Regions from separate parts of the Mus musculus genome. Here region 1 is linked to region 2. The links are chromatin contacts, called in public promoter capture Hi-C maps. All regions are on one chromosome and are shown on one strand. Each heading gives the region's core, a stretch centred on a gene start, on an enhancer-like site or on the middle of the called end of the contact. The rest is flanking DNA. Distances are from core to core; before and after follow the strand shown.

What was found. Capture Hi-C pulls out chosen DNA fragments and counts their contacts.
Region 1: a contact with region 2 is called in a promoter capture Hi-C map of adipose tissue. The contact joins two enhancer-like sites. A contact is called at or near these places in 2 of 9 other capture datasets (adipose tissue and liver).

The regions. Positions count from the first base shown.
Region 1 is chr4:142,096,430-142,101,510 of GRCm38.p6, forward strand. No RefSeq gene overlaps it. Among named protein-coding and RNA genes, the nearest start is that of Tmem51, 15 kb to the left of the region's middle. Within about 2 kb of position 2,077, at least 145 of the 459 cell types and tissues checked have an H3K27ac peak or open chromatin away from gene starts, as enhancers often do. A contact at or near this core is called in adipose tissue, where this site is marked.
Region 2 is chr4:141,642,083-141,647,288 of GRCm38.p6, forward strand. Plekhm2 (pleckstrin homology domain containing, family M (with RUN domain) member 2) reads right to left here. Exons shown (of 20, transcript NM_001033150.2): 2 at 568-674; 3 at 324-433; 4 at 1-12. Among named protein-coding and RNA genes, the nearest start is that of Plekhm2, 19 kb to the right of the region's middle. Within about 2 kb of position 1,604, at least 91 of the 459 cell types and tissues checked have an H3K27ac peak or open chromatin away from gene starts, as enhancers often do. A contact at or near this core is called in adipose tissue, where this site is marked.

The DNA.
Region 1 (5,081 bases), core at 827-3,326, 450 kb after region 2:
TAGGTGCAGCAATACCTTGCTGTGCTGACAATGGAAGCCAGGGCTCCATGCTAAACAAGCCCTCTACCAAGTGAGCAACAGCACACACACACACACACCACACACACACACACACACACACACACACACACACACACACAGAGTCACCCACCTGCCTTTAAGTTTATAATCCTCCTGCCTTTGTCTTTCAAATACAAATTTACTCCTACGAATTGATATTTTCCTGCTAAAGATTAATGCTCTCTTTCATGTCTGATGCCTTTACCATGTGTGATGGTTTGTATGTGCTTGACCCAGGGAGTGGCACTATTTGGAGGTGTGGCCTTGTTGGAGTAGGTGTGTCACGGTGGATGTGCACTTTAAGACCCTCATCCTAGCTGCCTGGAAGCCAGTATTCTGCTAGCAGCCTTCAGATGAAGATGTAGAACTCTCAGCTCCTCCTGTACCATGCCTGCCTGGATGCTGCCATGCTCCCACCTTGATGATAACAGACTGAACCTCTGAACCTGTAAGCCAGCCCCAGTTCAATGTTGTCCTTATAGAAGTTGCCTTGGTCATGGTGTCTGTGCACAGCAGTAAAAGCCTAAGTAAGACACTACAATCCTGGACTTTTAGTATGGGCATTTAGAATTGTAGGTTCAGGAGGCAATGGCTTGCTTGCTACACAAGTACATGACTCCAAAGCCCAGCCACCAAGGAACTAAGCCCTAGCTCTGTGACTAAGCTCAGACCCTTGGGAGAGTTGTTTAGTCCTTTGGGGCCTTGGTATTCTTATTCGTAAGACAGAGTTGGTGGCGGTCATGGTTGAGTTGATGTCTGTGAAGTGCAGACAACAATGCTGGATCATGGCAGGCTGCTTCCTTCCTTCCTTCCTCCCTTCCTCCCTTCCTCCCTTCCTCCCTTCCTCCCTTCCTCCCTTTCTCCCTTTCTCTCTTTCTCTCTTCCTTTCTTCCTTTCTTCCTTTCTTCCTTTCTTCCTTTCTTCCTTTCTTCCTTTCGTTTTAAGATTTATTTTATGTATATGAGCACACTGTAGCTGTCTTCAGATCACACCAGAAGAGGGCATCGGATTCCATTACAGATGGTTGTGAGCTGTGGTTGCTGGGAATTGACCTCAGGACCTCTGGAAGAGCAGTCAGTGCTCTTAACCACTGAGCCACCTCTCCAGTCCCAGGCTGCTTTCTAAACACAAGCTTTTATTGTGGACTCCAGAGAAAAGCTCCCAACATGACTACAGATGCCCTCAGTCAGGGTGAGGTGGAGAGATCACCCATGCTCAGAAGTGTGGATAGCCAATCTCAGAACTCCTGTGGCTTGAAGGCCAAGGTCAGAGTGCTGGACGACAAATCCAGCTGACCCTGGAGAACCACGACGGAGGTCTGTGGGATTCACCACAGAAGGCTGCAAAGCCAGAGGTCCTGGCACTCAGAAACAGTTTGGAGGTGGCCCGAACTAAAAGCAGCTGTGGCTGGTGTCCTGGTTTCCCAGGACCTAGCTCCTGAGAAGGGGAAGCAGTGGCCAGATACGCTGAGTAAGTGACCCTGTGGCTTCAGGCTACAGGCTGTGGGAAGTGCTGCCCAATTCTGTGGAAATCCCCGGAAGCTGGCAGCTGCATCTCTACCCGCTCTCCTTTGGTTTCTCTGGCTGACTCAGGCATGTTTGTTTATTTAATGGGAGAAGGGTGCCAAGTGTTCCCACCAGATGTGTTCTGGAGATTGAGCTCAAGTCCCGGCTTTGGTGGCCAGCCTCCCTGGATGACTCCTCCCACCCCATCATGATTCTACTAGAACAGAATGGGGCTTGGACTTCTGTGAACTTCTACATTTGGGGACTGCCTTACTAAAGATGAGTGTCTGGCTTTCTGTCCAGGAAACGAAAGACGCTTCTTCACCAAAAGCCACCCTTGGGGGCTGCTGAAAGAGGCAAGATGTTCAAGGGGCCCAGCCTTGGTGAACTTGGCCAGGCTGGAGTTCTGGAGGCTGTGGGGGGTGGGGATGGGGTCTCTGGTGTCCGGGCTTGGGGAAAAGGTGGAATGAACACTTCCTGAGTTAAACCCAACACTTCAGGACTGATAAGAGACATGTCCCGCCATCTAGTGGCCCACGCTGGGATTGAAAGCCGTCATATCTCAGGAAAGTTATCTCAGGGCAGCTGCCAAGCCAAACTCTTGGCTGTGTCCTTGAGTCACCCACCCAGTTCCGATTGTATGGGGAACAGCGGCCTGCAGCTACGCATTCTAGATCCTTATGGAGATCCTAGACCTTGCTTCTGGATTCTATCCTGAAATAGAGGTACCTCGGAGGGGACGGCAAGGAGACACAGAGTGGCTGACCACTGCTAAACATCTGGCTGTTGACTTTGGAGTCACAAGGTAATAGGGATGGGCATCTGGAACAGCAAGTTTTGTCAATGTTTCTGTGAAAGAGACAACCTTCAGAGTTTTCTCGTCCCCTGCTCCCATGTCACTCCACAATGCAGATGCAGCTGTTGCCATGCATCAAAGACTGAGGGTGTGCATGTGTGTGCATGTGTGTGCATGCGTGTGTGGAGATAACTGCTTGGTAGGGATTGAAGGAAGGGGTGGGAATCACTTTTTGTGGGTTCAAACTCAGACAATGGGTGACTGAACTGGGACTTCGCTATCAAGCGACTGAAATCCAACCTGAGTTGTATTACGGAATGAACCATATCCCCTGATAATCTAGATGTTGGCATCCTCCACCCCGGTACCTAAGGCTGTGATGGGATTTGGAGAGTAAGTGAAAGTTGGGGGGGGGTTGCTAGTACAATGTGACTGGTGTGTCTATAAACAGACATTGTGATTTTATGTGTGAATATAGAAGCTTAGTCATGAAGAACACAGGGATGCTGTGCCCAAACACTGGCCGAGGAGAGAGGCCTCAGAAGGAGTCAGCCTTGGTCTATGGACGTAGCTTCCCTCCTGATAGTTCTACTGAAGCTTAAGATGGTCACACTGGCTAAGACAGGCTAAGGTGTCCAATCCTCCAGGTGTGAGGTCAGTGCTTGCTGGGTTGTGCAGCATTCAAGAGGCATGAAACTAGGGAACAGCCCCCCCCTCAGTTTCCATGGGTGGGGTGAGTGTCTGGGACCATGTGTGGGGTGGGTAACTGGGACCATGGATGTGGGTGGGTGACTGGGACCATGGATGTGGGTGGGTGACTGGGACCATGGATGTGGGTGAGTGACTGGGACCATGGATGCAGGTGAGTGACTGGGACTATGGGTGGAGTGAGTGTCTGAGACCATGTGTGGGGTGGGTATCTGGGACCATGGATGCAGGTGAGTGACTTGGGACCATGGATACAGGTGGGTAACTGGGACCATGGATGCAGGTGAGTGACTGGGACCATGGATGTGGGTGAGTGACTGGGACCATGGATGCAGGTGAGTGACTGGGACCGTGGATTCAGGTGAGTGACTTGCGACCATGGATACAGGTGAGTGACTGGGACTATGGGTGGGGTGGGTGACTGGCATGGGTGGTGTGGGTGTCTGGGATTATGGGTGCAGGTGAGTGACTTGGGACCATGGATACAGGTGGGTGACATGGGTGGGGTGGGTGAATGGGACCATGGGTGGGGTGGGTGACTGGGACCATGGATGGACTGGGTGTCTGGGACCCACTGTGGTTACTCAGCAATGAGAATGAAGCCTTAACAGAAGCAGTAATTCGCAGTAGCCTTCAGGCATCTTTCCGTCTGCTTTACCTCACCTCTGGATGACTTCCGCCTGTTAGTCCTACCTGCAGTGCAAATAGAACTTAGTATCACACTGTTTGGGGAGTCAGGTTAAGACAATGGCCTGCATGTTTGTTACAGACATAATGTTTTTCTAGATATTTCTGTCGAGGTTGGTTGAGTTCTCCAACGGTAACCTGCAGATGTGGAAACTGGCTGTTCCATGGAACCATGGGATATTCTGATGTGGTGGACAGGCCTCTGTCTCGACCGAAGATCCCTTTCCCTCCAGGGAAGATAGCCAGGCCCCAGAGAAAAGGAGCCTTGTGATATCCAGACAGGAGGTTAGCCTAGCAGTTCACAGAGGATAAAACTGAGGATATGCGGACACTAATTCAAAGACTCAGGGTGACCCTTGATGACAGTTGCATAGTTGAGCCATACTGATGTCTTAGGCCAGAACTTGTTTCACCAGTTTGACTCTCTAGCTCCCCTCCACGCCCCAGATTTCTCCAGAGGTGGTCAGATGTCTACTCTACCTGAGTTCCAGCTGTCTGAGAGAGGTCTGCTTCTCTCATCTGCACAGTTGCCCCCTTTGGTAGGGATTGTTCTTCTCATAGGACAGCTGGGGAAACTGAGGCATAGGTGGTTTATGTAATCCTCTCGGGACCTTCCCTAATTAAAGGAGCTAGGACCTTTGTGTGGGTGGGTTCTTTTCCAGGTCTGAGCTCTACCCACCCACAGGGCCATGGAGCCCCAGCCCAGGCCACCTGGCCACACAGATGTTTATAGTACCGTACCCCAGAGCAGAAGAAATTTCCTCATTGACAAATCTGAAGGCTGGGCTCCCCTCCCCCTTCTACCTATGTTCTCAACCTGTGGGTCACAACCCTTTTCGTGGGGTGTTGAGTGACCCTTTCACATGGCGTCACCTAAGACCATCGGAAAACACAAATATTTATATTATGACTCATGACAGGAGCCACATTATAGTTACAAAGTAGCAACAAAGATAATTTTATGGTTGGGGGTCACCACAGCATGAGGAATTGAGTTAAAGGGTCACAGCATTAGGAGGGTTGAGAACCAGTGACCTAGAAGATTGCTCTGTGAGTGACAGGCTTAGAGGGCAAAGACAACCTGTCAGCCCATCAGGAGTGCCCAACACAGAACAACATATTAAATGGCCTGGTTCAGTAAGAACTCACAAACACCAACCTCACACCATATATTCAGCAAGCCCATCTCATATTAAAACTGAACAAAAACATGCCATGTGGGGTGGCACACATGTGTAATCCCAGCACATGAGAGGCAGAGATAAGATTACTGTCGATTTAGAGGCTAGCCTGGGCTACAGAATGAATCCCATCTCAGCCTGAGC
Region 2 (5,206 bases), core at 354-2,853:
GCCAGGCTCGGCCTGCAGAGAAGCCAGGAGTGACTCAGCTGCTGGGCAGTTCTGAGAAAGTCAAGGATGCTGCCCTGATCCTGCAGGCTAACATGGTTTCTGACCTGGGACTCCAAAGGTTTCCTTGTGTACCAAGTTCCCCTTCACTTCCTCAGTGACCCGCCCACAAACTGTCACATGCAGGGGAGAAAAAAATGAGGCTCTGCGGAAGGCGTGGGAATGTCAGCCCCCACTGCCACTGGACACTACAAGACAGACAGACAGCTGCCTCAGGCCGACCCTGGCAGGACCAGAGCTCCCCACAGGGGAGCGGTTCTACTCACTTCGCCCCAGGTTGGTGGCTACATGCTGTAGCACCTCAATTTGCCTGATGGCCTCTCTGCGGGTAAAATGGACCACGAGCACCCAGTAGCCAGAGGACAAGTCTTGCAACCTGTGAGGATGGGACAGCAGTGCTGGGCTGAGGCGGGCTGTCTCAGGCAACCAGGTGCCTCACTGTGGCCTGCCTGAGTGAGACAAGCCTCCCTGTGCCCGGCCCCCACAGCACGAGGAGGGGACTGAACTCACCCGTACAGCAGGGCGTGGTCCAGGTGCTCACACAGGCGCTGCAGGACCTTGTCGTGGTTCCGGATGGCAGGGGTCTCGTCCTCACATGCTGCAAAGTAGCTCTGCAGCTGAAAGGAAGACGACAGTGCTGACGAGGAGCGGCTCTGGGTATATGGCGTCCTGGGATGGCCCGTCGAGTCTGCCCTGATCTTGCCCAGGAGGTTTCCGAGGGCAAAGGCTCTCAGGAGGACTTTGTGTAGATAGCCTTGTGAGGGATGGCCAGCTCACAGTGTGTTGGGCACTATGCTTTGGGGCAGGGGGATAGGCTGTGCTTGCAGCCTGGGCATCATACACAGTGGTATCTGTTATCAGACATAGACACACACACACACACACACACACACACACACACACACACAGAGAAAGAGAGAGAGAGAGAGAGAGAGAGAGAGAGAGAGAGAGAGAGAGAGAGAGCCTGTTGGTAATATCTGAAGGCATTTAAAAAAGATTCCCAAACACTTTAAAAAATATCAAAAAAAATATATCATTTATTTAATGTGTAGGCCCTGCTTGGAGCTGCCCTCTGTACACACCAAAGTCTGAGAGGCTGGGTCACCTGCTTTGATGGCTTTCCTGCCAGAGGCTGACATGGACATTAGATGTACCCGAGGAAAATGGCCACATCTAGGTGTGTGCCAGATTTGTGTCAAGCCCCGTGCCAAGAAGGACTCTGTTCCCAGAGCTGGACAGGGGGACAGAGAGAGGGTGGGAGGGAGGGAAAAAGAGAGCCAGGGAGAATGAGAGAAAGAAGGGGAAGAGAGGAAGTCTGAGATCTCAGAGGACTCTGAGCTCTGAAGCACCCCCAGCCCACCAGGATGATAGAGGCCAGGAGCCTGAGATCTATGCAGCCAGAGCAGAGCCCTCTCCTGTCACCTTCCCAGTGGCCCAGATGGAAAATGCAAGAAAAGAGCAGAGATCCCCATACACTGGGGGTGGGTTTAAGCTCCTGGGACCACTCCGCTCTCAAGTGTTTTCTGGAAGCAGCTGCAGTGGCAGATCAGTCACACCAAGAGGCACATGCTCTTGGAGGGAGGCCAACCATTGAACTCCCACAACAAAAATAGCCTCTTCTCTATGACCCGGAACAAGCCCAGCAGCCAGGCTGACTGGGACTGAATTCTCGTTCCGGGTCCATGCTAGGCAAGACACAGCCACTCGAGAGGCTCTGTCGCTGGCTATCCCACCCCTGCAGACCTTTGTCTTCTGTGCTTAGGTCTTTGAGCGTGAAGTTAAGGGTCACCTGTACTACTTCTGGATGGGTGACCCATTTTTTTTCATATTTATTAATGACTTAGCCTCTTTCCATCTGAGCCACAAGCCTTTTCTAGATTATTCTGTGTTGTTGGTCTGCTGTCTATTTCCAAATCAGTCCCCATTTGATTGCCTCCACTTTCCTCAGCCCTTGGACACCGGCAGAAGTTCACTTAGCCCCCACCCTGCTATTCTTTTACAAAACTGTTATTCCAGCCAAAATTTACGTTATACTTATAGGGGGCACATGTGCACATATGGAGGTCAGAGGACAACCTGCTGGTTCTCTCCTTTTATCTTATGGATGCAATCGGGGATCGAACTCAGGTCATCGGGTTTGGTGGCAAGCCCCTCTGCGTGCTCAGCCACTTTACTCACCCCAAGCCATTCTCTCACCATCAAAGTTCATCACCATTCCATTTTGGGTTTTTTTGAAAATTTGTTTTATGTGTACGGGTGTTTTACCTGCATGTACGTTGTGAGCTGCCATGTGGGGGCTGGGGATGCAACCCTGGTCCTCTGGAAGAGCAGCCAATGCTGAGCTATCTCTCCAGCCCCATCTCGGATTTATAATAGAATTATGCTGAACCCAGAGACCAGTCACATGGAGAGTTGATGGTGTTTCACAGTATCCAGTCTGGCCCAGGAACACAGGCCCCATCCCCATTTGCTCAGTCTTCCTTGGGCCCCGTGGGAAATCTGACAGATGTCTTTAGATATGTCCTACACATATTTACACTTTGCAAATATGCAAACATTGCAAAAATACAGGGTTGCAAATCTATACATGATTTCATGACTCAGAACAATCTACAACACAAAACCATTTTTTTTTTTTAAGATTTATTTATTATATATAAGTACACTGTAGCTGTCTTCAGACACTCCAGAAGATGGCATCAGATCTTGTTACAGATGGTTGTGAGCCACCATGTGGTTGCTGGGATTTGAACTCTGGACCTTTGGAAGAGCAGTCGGGTGCTCTTACCCACTGAGCCATCTCACCAGCCCACAAAACCATTTTTTAGGAAAAAAAAAAAAAAAAAAAAAAGCACACACCACGGCTCAGCATCAAAGAGGCTTGCTGCCAAGGCTGACGACCTGAGTTCAAGCCTCCATACCCACAGGGTAGCTGGAGAGAACTGACTCTCCTAAGTTGTTCTTTGAGCTCTAGACATGTGCCACAACACATATGTAACCCCCCCATACACATACAAAATAAAAACATATAATTAAAACACTGCAGGGATGCATACGGCAATGGCACAGGGGGCGGAGGCAGGAAACGGGAGCTAAGCCTGGCACTGCCACACAGTGGCACACCTCAGAGAGTTACTTGACTCCCTGGCTCATTTTTTCTCCCCTTTAAAATGACTTAAAGGGGAAGTCGGGTGCTGGTGGCCCACACCTTTAATCCCAGAACTCAGGAGACAGAGGTAGGTGGATCTGTGAGTTCGAGGCCAGCCTGGTCTACAGAGTGAGTTCCAGAACAACTAAAGAAATCATGTCTGCAAACAAACTCATCCCTGGGAGAAAAGAAAAATAGTTAAAGGGATTTTTTTTTTTTTTTTTTTTTTTAGAGCTGAGCAGTCCAGTCTGGTGTCTGCTGCCCTAAAGTGACTATTTGAAGTTAACTTAAGGGCTGGAGATAGGGCTGAAGTGGGGGAGAACTTACCCAGTGTGTGTGCGCGCATGCACACACACACACACACACACACACACACACACACACACGGCCCCAATCCCCAGTACCATACACAATATACACTTTAAAAACAAAATGACACTTGGGAGGCAGAGCCAGGCAGTTCGAGGCCAGCCTGGTCTACAAAGTGAGTTCCAGGACAGCTGGGTCTACACAGAGAAACCCTGTCTCGAAAAAACCAAAAAAAAAAAAAAGAAGAAATTTAAACTAACTCAAATGAAACAAACTATCCACTCTAGCAGCACTAGCCGCCTGGGGCTAGCAGTTCTGTGCTGGTCAGTGTGGACACAAGGCACTGCCATCACGGCAGGCTGTCCTGTTGGATGCTCCTGGTTTAGGGGATCGGGTAATAAATAGCATCCAGGAGGCTCAGCATAGCAAACAGCGTTAGCTGAGATGATGAAGCACAACAAACCTCCATTTTCAATCGTACCAGTGGGGTAGCCTCTAGCTCACATACCCTTCAGTGCAAAGACGGTGAACTCCGCTCTCAGTAGTGATCATGTTATTTAGCAGTGGTTCCTACTCTTCCCTTTTTTAAAAAACAAAATTATGTCTTGTGCATGTGTCCTAGTTTCATTTCTGTTATTGTGATAAAGTACCCTGACGAAAGTCAACTTAGGAAGAAGGGTTTGTTCTTGCTCACAATCCCAGGTCACAGACCATCAAAACAACAAACCAAACCAACCAAAACAACAGGAATCTGGGCCATCACATCCAGAGTCAGCAGCGGACTGAAACGAATATCTGTCTTAATGTGTCCTTAGCCCACCCACCCTTTCCACTTACATAGCCCAGGACCCCTGCTTAGGGAATGGTACTGCCCAGGGTGGGCTTGGGACTTCCATCAATTAACATAACCGAGACAATCCACCAGATGTGCCCCGAGCCAACCTTGATCTAGAAAAATCCCTTATTGAAGCTATTTCCAGGTCATTCCAGACTGTGTTACACTGACAGTTAAAAGAAACCATTGCAGAAGGTGTGTGCATGGTGTATGTGTGTGCATATTTGTGTGTTTGCATGGTGTGTGTGTGTGCATATTTGTGTGTGTACATGGTGTATCGTGTTTATATTCCTGGGTGTGCACATTCATGTGTGAACATGGGGAGAAGGGCAGAGATTCACAATGACTTTTTTCTTTAATTGCTTCTCTAGACTTTTTTTTTTTTTTTAATCTTCCTTGTTTTGAAACAGGACCTTGTTATGTAGCCCTGACTGGTCTGGAACTTGCTATGTTAACCAAGCTGGCTTCAAACTCAGGGAGATCCATCTACCTCTGAGTCCCAAGTGCTAGGATTAAAGGCCTGCACCACTATGCCAGGCTAACTGCCTTCTTTTTAAAGACAGAGTCTCTGAACCGAGAGCTCACCAATTGGCTAAGCTAGCTGACCAGTGGGCTCCAGAGATCTGCCCGACTCTGTCCAAGGAACTACATCAACAGCTCGAGTTCATATGTTGTGAGCTGGTCAGCAAACCATGGCATCAAGGTAAACGAATGGCCAGCCACGTGTAGTGACACATGTCCTTAACCCTAGCATTCTGGGAGGCAGAGGCAGGAGGATCTTGTGAATTCAAAGCCAGGGTGATTGACATAGTGAGTTCAAGGACAGCTAGAGCTACCTAGGGAGATCCTGTCTTAAA